Regions from separate parts of the Oryctolagus cuniculus genome. Here region 1 is linked to region 2. The links are chromatin contacts, called in public Micro-C maps. All regions are on one chromosome and are shown on one strand. Each heading gives the region's core, a stretch centred on a gene start, on an enhancer-like site or on the middle of the called end of the contact. The rest is flanking DNA. Distances are from core to core; before and after follow the strand shown. Region 1 holds the start of LYPLAL1 (lysophospholipase like 1). Region 2 holds the start of TGFB2 (transforming growth factor beta 2).

Region 1 (3,452 bases), core at 708-3,207, 770 kb before region 2:
TACACCCCATGGGAGACCAGGATAAGTACCTGGCTCCTGCCTTCGGATCAGCGCGGCGCGACGGCCGCGGCGCGACGGCCACAGCGTGCCGGCCGCGGCGGCCATTGGAGGATGAACCAACGGCAAAGGAAGACCTTTCTTTCTCTCTCTCTCACTGTCCACTCTGCCTGTCAAAAAAAAAAAAAAAAAAAAAAAAACCAGAGATATGTCATTACAGGCTATAACATTATCAGTAATTTAACACTGAAGAGAATGGATCCTTATTTTAAATAAAGTGGTCCAGGGGAAAAAGAACAAAATGTATGAATTCTTGTTAAAATACTGGGAATTATTTCTAAGAAGTGAGAATTAGCTTATTTATTAATTAGCTGTATTTACAGTATTCAGAAAATTCAGGGCACTTAAAAGTGTACATCCTATGGTCCTAGCTAAACAGTGCTACCAATCTCCAGCAGATGCAAGCACCGCTGACAATTCTGGACACTTCACCTTCCAAATATATTTCATCAGAAAACCCACAGGCCTTTTTCTTCCCTAACTCGCCACCTTATCCTACCGGAGTACTAATTTTGGAGTCAAAGAAAGATTAAGATTCAAGTCCCCAATTTCTCCACCACTACTCACAGTAATAGCCAAGTGACCTGGGCAAACTGCTGCACCCATCTGGCCCCATTTTCAAAACTCTAGCAACTGCTCACATCCAGTTCTCTGCCCTGCACCTTTCCAATCCCCTCCATTACCCAATCATCAGCCCCTATGGGTCTCAGATCAAAGATCACTGAAAAACCCGAGGAGTCTTCACTTGGCCTGAACCTTGCACCGTCTTGTGATCTCCCAAGCACTGCTGCCTCAAACTAATTGTTTTGGTTTTTAAATGTAGGTAGGCCCCCTGAGGACACTTGCTGCATTTCATTTCTGAAAGAAAGAAAGAAGACACTTGCTGCATGAAAGAAAGAAAGAAAGAAAGAAAGAAAGAAAGAAAGAAAGAAAGAAAGAAAGAAGAGAGAGAGAGAGAGAGAGAGAGAGAGAGAGAGAAAGAAAGAGAAGAAGAAGAAGAAAAACCAAACAAAAAACATCTCCTGGGGACTTACCCTGGGCCAAGCACTGGGCATGCAAGGAATAAAACAAGATTCAAGGGTCCTTATTGTGGAGGACTGACAATCCAGTGGGGGTAAGAAAGCCCTAAGTAATTAGGATGAGAGTAAGAAACGCCATAGGAAATCAAGTTAGGGAAGGCAGAATACCCGCCCAGAGAATTCAGAGCTGACCTGGTGCTGTGCCTTGGAGGCTTAATGTCAGAGAGAAAGCGAGGAGTGTGTGGGTGGGCAAGACAAAGGCACGGGGCAAGTAGATGCTCTGCTAATACTCGCAGTGTCTCAGTGAATCATGACTGCGATGGTCCACGTGCGCCTGGAGGCTGGCGCAAGCGAGCAGTGGAAAAAACCCACAGCGGCGGAAAACCCTCTAGTAGCTGGCTCTGGGAAGTCCTGAATAAGTCACTCTCATGAGCAGAAGACTCACCTTCTTAACTCCCAGTTCGAACGCGGGGAGCTGGGACGGGAGTGGTAAGGATGGCACGGGAAAGGACCTTGCGGATGGAGAGCGGGCTGAGAGCCGCGAGGCTCAGGGCGGGAGGGAAGTGTAGAAAGAAGACGACAGGAAGATCGGGGCAACTGAGTAATCCTGCCGGGAAGTCCGCGGCCCCGGGCTGCAGAGCGGAGAGCCACCCTCTCCCGGAGCTGCCTCCACGGGAAAGAAAACTGTGCTAACCCAGGGGAGGATACTGCCTACGCTGCAGAAAATCACGATGGAAAATTGCAATCCACCTGAACCGTGCAGGAAGATCAGAGAGGCGCTGTGCCTCCCAGCCGGCGACACCAGACACCGCGGAAGGCCAACTGAACCGGACGCAGCCGCCATTGTCGGGAACACGCAGGCTCGCAAACAGCCTGAAGGAGCGCGCATGCGCAGCGCTTCTCGCGCAGGCCTGCTTCTGACAATTTGGGTTCAAATAGGGGGTCATTCTAGGTGTACTAAGACTTTGGTTTTGCTGAGGATGGTGTCAGCTGCAAATAGATTAATGAATATATTTATGTCGTGAGCATTAGCTGTGGAATTTCAACTGCAATGCTAAAACTCTAAGCCTTATTTGTAGAAATATTGGTGTTACTCTGTTTAAAATTTTGACAGGATGATCATATTTTACCTTCCACTTTAGGACTTGCACAGGATGTTTGCAGGTTTTTATATGTAGGGTAAGGCAGCCATAAAATGAAAATAATTTAGGGCCGGCATTGTGGCACAGCCAGTTAAGCCAACACCTGCTGTGTCTGCTGGATTGAGTCCCAGCTGCTACACTACCAATTCAGCTTCCTGCTAATGTCCCAGAGAAGGCAGTGGATGATGGCCCAAGTACTTGGGTTCCTGCTACCCACATGGGAGACCCAGATGGGAGTTCCTGTCTGGGAATGAACCCAGAAAATGGAAGATTCTCTCTCTTTCTCTCTCCATTTCTGTTGCTCTGGCTTTCAAGAAAATAAATATTTAATAAATAAATAAAAATATTTTCCTCTGTATTCAAAACATTTTTTTTTTAATTTGACAGGCCAGGCAGAGTTAGACAGTGAGAGAGAGACAGAGAGAAAGGTCTTTCTTCCGTTGGTTCACCCCCCAAATGGTTGCTACGGCCAGCGCTACACCGATCCAAAGCCAGGAGCCAGGTGCTTCCTCCTGGTCTCCGATGCGGTGCAGGGCCCAAGGACTTGGGCCATCCTCCACTGCCTTCCCGGGCCACAGCAGAGAGCTGGACTGGAAGAGGAGCAACTGGGACTAGAACCCGGTGCCTATATTGGATGCCGGTGCTACAGGTAGAGGATTAACCAAATGGGCCACGGCGCCAGCTCCTGTATTCAACAAAATTTAAAAATCTATTTTATTTTAAAAATTGAATTGAAAGGTAGAGTGAGTGAGAGAGAGAGAGAGAGAGATCTTCCTTCTACTGGTTCACTCCCCAAATGACCTTAAAGGCCAGGGCTGGGCCAGGCTGAAGCCAGAAGCCTGGAACTCCATTCATGTCTTCTACGTGGGTGACAGGGTCCCGAATAGTTGGGCCACCATCCACTGCTTTCACAGATGCATTAACAGGGAGCTGAATTGAAAGTGGAGCAGCTGGGACTTGAACTATTGCTCCTAACTGATGTCACAATCACAGGCTGCAACTTAACCCACGGTACCACAACACCAGCCCCAGAGCAGATTTATTTTCATGACATAGCACTCCACATTCATTAGGATGGCTGTTATCAAAAGAGCAGAAAATAAATGTTGGTGAAGAAATGTAGAAACTGGAACTCTTGTGCATTATTGATTGAGACGTAAAATAATAGAGCAGCTGTGGAAATAGTTTGGTGTTTCTTCTAGAATTTCTATCTGATCCAGCAATTCCTCTTGGA
Region 2 (3,722 bases), core at 246-2,745:
TCCTGAAATAATTACACACTAACTGTCCTCTGTCCTCCGCCCCCTTCCCCCAGCCCCCAAGAACTTCACAATAAATCATTTCACTTCCCTTGCTACTGGATGTCAGCTGAATTTGAGGGCACTGCTCTCAGAGAAGCCACTTTTTCCTCCCTCCCTCCCTTGCTTCTCTCCCTCCCTCTCTCCTCCTTCTCTCTCTCTCCCTCTCTCCCTCTCTCTCTCTTCTTGATCAGCCTTCTTTACTCTATCTTAGATTTAGGAATGCACCAAAGGTAATGTAGAAGCCTATCAAAGAGCAGGGGCACAGTGCCCACGACTGAAAAAAAAAAAAAAAGATGAAGATAAACCCGTAGGAAAAATGATCTGCTACACTGGCGATTTTAAGAAGGCAGGTTTGGGTGAATTCTGAAAAAAAAAAAAATATACAGCAATAAAAGCCTTTTAAACACAAAAACTAAGCCGAACTTTCTACCACCGCAGGTGAAATCAGAGAGGACATGGTTACAAGAGTCTGCCTCAGGGGAACGTAAACACCTAGCGCTGGCAACAGGCACAGCGAGCACTGAGGGTTTCCAGGTAGATTTTTGGAAGGGTCTCCAAACCAGGTTTTGTCTGAGCGATGCTGACATTTTTGAGGGGAGTTAGAGACAATGGAAAAGGCTTGGTGAACCAGCTGATAGGTCGGCACGGAAAGGGGGCGCCTTCCGGAGAGGATAGTTTTGAGCCACATTATTTTAACCCTTCGTGCACCAGTTCGGCGCGCTCCACGCCAATCGGAGCAGAGAAAACAAACCCACCAAGATTTCCCGGTTTAACTCTGCCCCAGGGAGCGCCTCACGGTTTGACAGAGCAGGGCGGACTCCTAGTTGGTGGCCCAGGATGGAATTTCAGGGACGAGAACAGGAGAATTCCGCCTTATAAAGGACTGAGGCGTTAGGGGGGAGTGGGGGAGGGAGAGATGGAGAAAATAAAGTAGAAAGCGCACGTCTTAACGTCTGCGGACTCTCAAGGACACGGCTGGACTGGAGGTGGACGGGGCGCAGCTCAGCGAAACCGGAGCAGGGTGGGCGAGCCCCGGAGCCGTCGCGGCGGTGCGAGCGCGGGGCAGCGCGACACCTCGGGGCACGGAAGCGAACGAGACTGGGCACTTACTTTCGGAGGGGAAGTAGGACGGCATGTCTATCTTGTAGACCTCCTTGGCGTAGTACTCCTCGTCGCTCCTCTCGCGCTCGCAGGCGGCCGCCCTCCGGCTCGCCTTCTCCTGGAGCAAGTCCCTGGTGCTGTTGTAGATGGAGATCACCTCCGGGGGCACTTCCTCGGGCTCGGGATAGTCTTCTGGGGGGCTGGTGAGCTTCAGCTTGCTTAGGATCTGCCCGCGGATCGCCTCGATCCTCTTGCGCATGAACTGGTCCATATCGAGTGTGCTGCAGGTAGACAGGCTGAGCGCCACCGTGACCAGATGCAGGATCAGAAAAGCGCTCAGCACACAGTAGTGCATTTTTTTTTTAAAAAAGGTAGAAAAAAGTCCTTTTAAAAAATGAAAAATAAAAAGAAACCAACAATTCTCAAAGTGCAGATCAGGTGGAGCTGTTTGTTTGTTTGTTTTTTTAATGCGAAACTTTTGCAAACGATCGAGGGTCGATGCCAGATAGAAAATGTAGTTTGCTTGAATTCCTTCAAAAAGAAAATGCAAGGAGTTCCCAAACTGGAAACATTAATAAGGCATGGGCAGGGGGAACCCTGACTTTGGAAAGCAAGAAAAAAAGATTCTCTTGGAGTGACGAGGTGGGGGGAAAAGGGACGAGTGGCTATAAGGCAGAAATAAATTTAAGAGGAGGAAATGGAGTTCAGTGTGTCAGTCCCGGGTGCCGAGTGGCGGATCTGAACTCGGATCCTCCGGCCAAAAGGGAAGAGATGAAAAGGTCCCGGGGCTGGCAGCTGGCGACCTGACTGGAGGGGCGCCGCCGAGGCTGACCCGAGCAGTAATTTATATATTTAAAGAAAGAGCGGTTCGGCCGTGCCTTCCACTGCGGCGCTCAGAGCAGGGGCAGCGGCAGCTCCAGGGCAGAGGAGCGCACACGTGTGTGTATGAGTGTGTGTGTGTGTGTGTGTGTGTGTGCGCGCGCGCGCGCGTGCGCGCTCTGGGGACGAGCCCGGCGCGCCGCGAGGAGGCGGATGCGCTTCGCACGGCGCCCGGGACGCGATCGGGTGCTGCAGGGGCCGTGGACACGGCCGAGGGGGCGAGGATCCTGCTCCCGGAGCTCCGCGCTGTGGCCGCAGGGTTACTCCACGTTGCTGGTCGGTCCCGCCGCCGCCGCCGCCGCCGCCGCCGCCGCCGGCAAACGCGTCCAGCCTCCAGCTCCCTCCTTCTCCTGCACCTCCTTCTGCTCTCGCTCCAGAAGCCAACCCGGCACCAGAAGATCAGCCGCCGCCGCCGCCGCCTGCACCCCCTGCGGACCACAACAGCAGCCCGGGAGACACGCTGGCTGGGGAGTTTTATTCCTAAGAGGGTCGCGAAGGGGCTCCCTTGGACTCCCACCCTTTTCCAACCTCTCCTGGTTTCTCTCCCACTTAGACCTTCTCGCTTAGGGGAGGTAGGCACTTGCCACCCTGAAATAGACTCTCGTTCCTTCTCTGCCTTTCTGCAGCCGGGAAGCCCCCGTTAGTTCCCGAACGGATCCTTAGACCGTTACTCTGACGTTCTCCATCCTTCTCCCTGCCTCTTTCACTTGCGCTCTTGCTCTGCTCTCGCTCGCTTTCCTTCCTTCTATTTCTCTCTCTTGTTGGGAGCTTCTGGAGCTCCGCTCCGCTCCCAGCGAACCTTCTGCTGCCAGCAGATAACATCACGATCTTGCCGGGGAGGGGAGATTTATAAGTTCTCTCTGGACCACGTGTTTGCCTTCAACAAAGTGACGTGCTAGGATTACAGTCAGAAGTCCTCTCGTTACTTAGACCACGAGCTCTCCCCGAACCGTGGAGGGGGTGTGGAAATGAGGATGGCTGTTGGGAACGGAGGCAGGAGGTGGAGTGTGCGCCCTGACAACAGTGATTTACGGTATCTACTTCCTATGGTCATATAGTTCTGGATAGGTCTGTCGAAAGACAGCTATCAAAGCTCCCCGTTTTTACTTAGTGTAGCTCACTTGAATCACTTGCTCTGGAATGGAAGTCTTCCCTCCTGTATTGTGTGTACACACGTACACACAGCACCCCTATGCCAGGAACACCAGGCTATTTATGCCAGGTCGGCACGGAAGAGAATATCTTCTCATCGAAGTCTCCTGTACCTACCTTTTTAATTTCCTGGGATTTCATATCCTAGAATTTATAATCGAGTCCTCTGTGAATACTGGAAAACAGAGATTCTTAACAAACAAAAACCCACGTAAATAATAAAATCTACTTGTTTTACGGTTTTAAATTATTATCTTCATTGGTACCTATGCCACTTTTAGTATGGCTTTCTCTTCTTTCTAGGTTAGACGTTATCAACCAACTTCATTCTTTCCACAGCATACATCCAGGAAGCAGAAATTTTATGTCTGCTGTCTGCTGTCATACACTACACATAACTTAAAATTTTCTATTTCAACCTACTCCAAATTAGATGAATACAAGAATTCTTGTCACTGGTCAATTATCCCCATTTCCATTATTTTACCTTTAGTTACTCAAAGTCAACATTTTCATTTCATTTCAACATGTGGCCATACTGACTAGACAGA

What was found. Hi-C and Micro-C count contacts between places; a contact is called where the count stands out from the background.
Region 1: a Micro-C map of ear pinna shows a contact between it and region 2, with 7 times the contacts expected there. The contact joins the promoter of LYPLAL1 here to the promoter of TGFB2 in region 2. A contact is called at or near these places in 2 of 6 Hi-C or Micro-C datasets (ear pinna and embryonic fibroblasts).

What each region holds. Positions count from the first base shown.
Region 1 is chr13:33,394,696-33,398,147 of mOryCun1.1, reverse strand. It overlaps LYPLAL1 (lysophospholipase like 1), which reads right to left and starts at 1,957. Exons shown (of 3, transcript XM_070054951.1): 1 at 1,827-1,957. The coding sequence starts at 1,920.
Region 2 is chr13:32,628,931-32,632,652 of mOryCun1.1, reverse strand. TGFB2 (transforming growth factor beta 2) reads right to left here and starts at 1,495. Exons shown (of 8, transcript NM_001082660.1): 1 at 1,150-1,495. The coding sequence starts at 1,495. It overlaps LOC127483536 (a long non-coding RNA gene), which reads left to right and starts at 2,836. Exons shown (of 3, transcript XR_011381459.1): 1 at 2,836-3,052.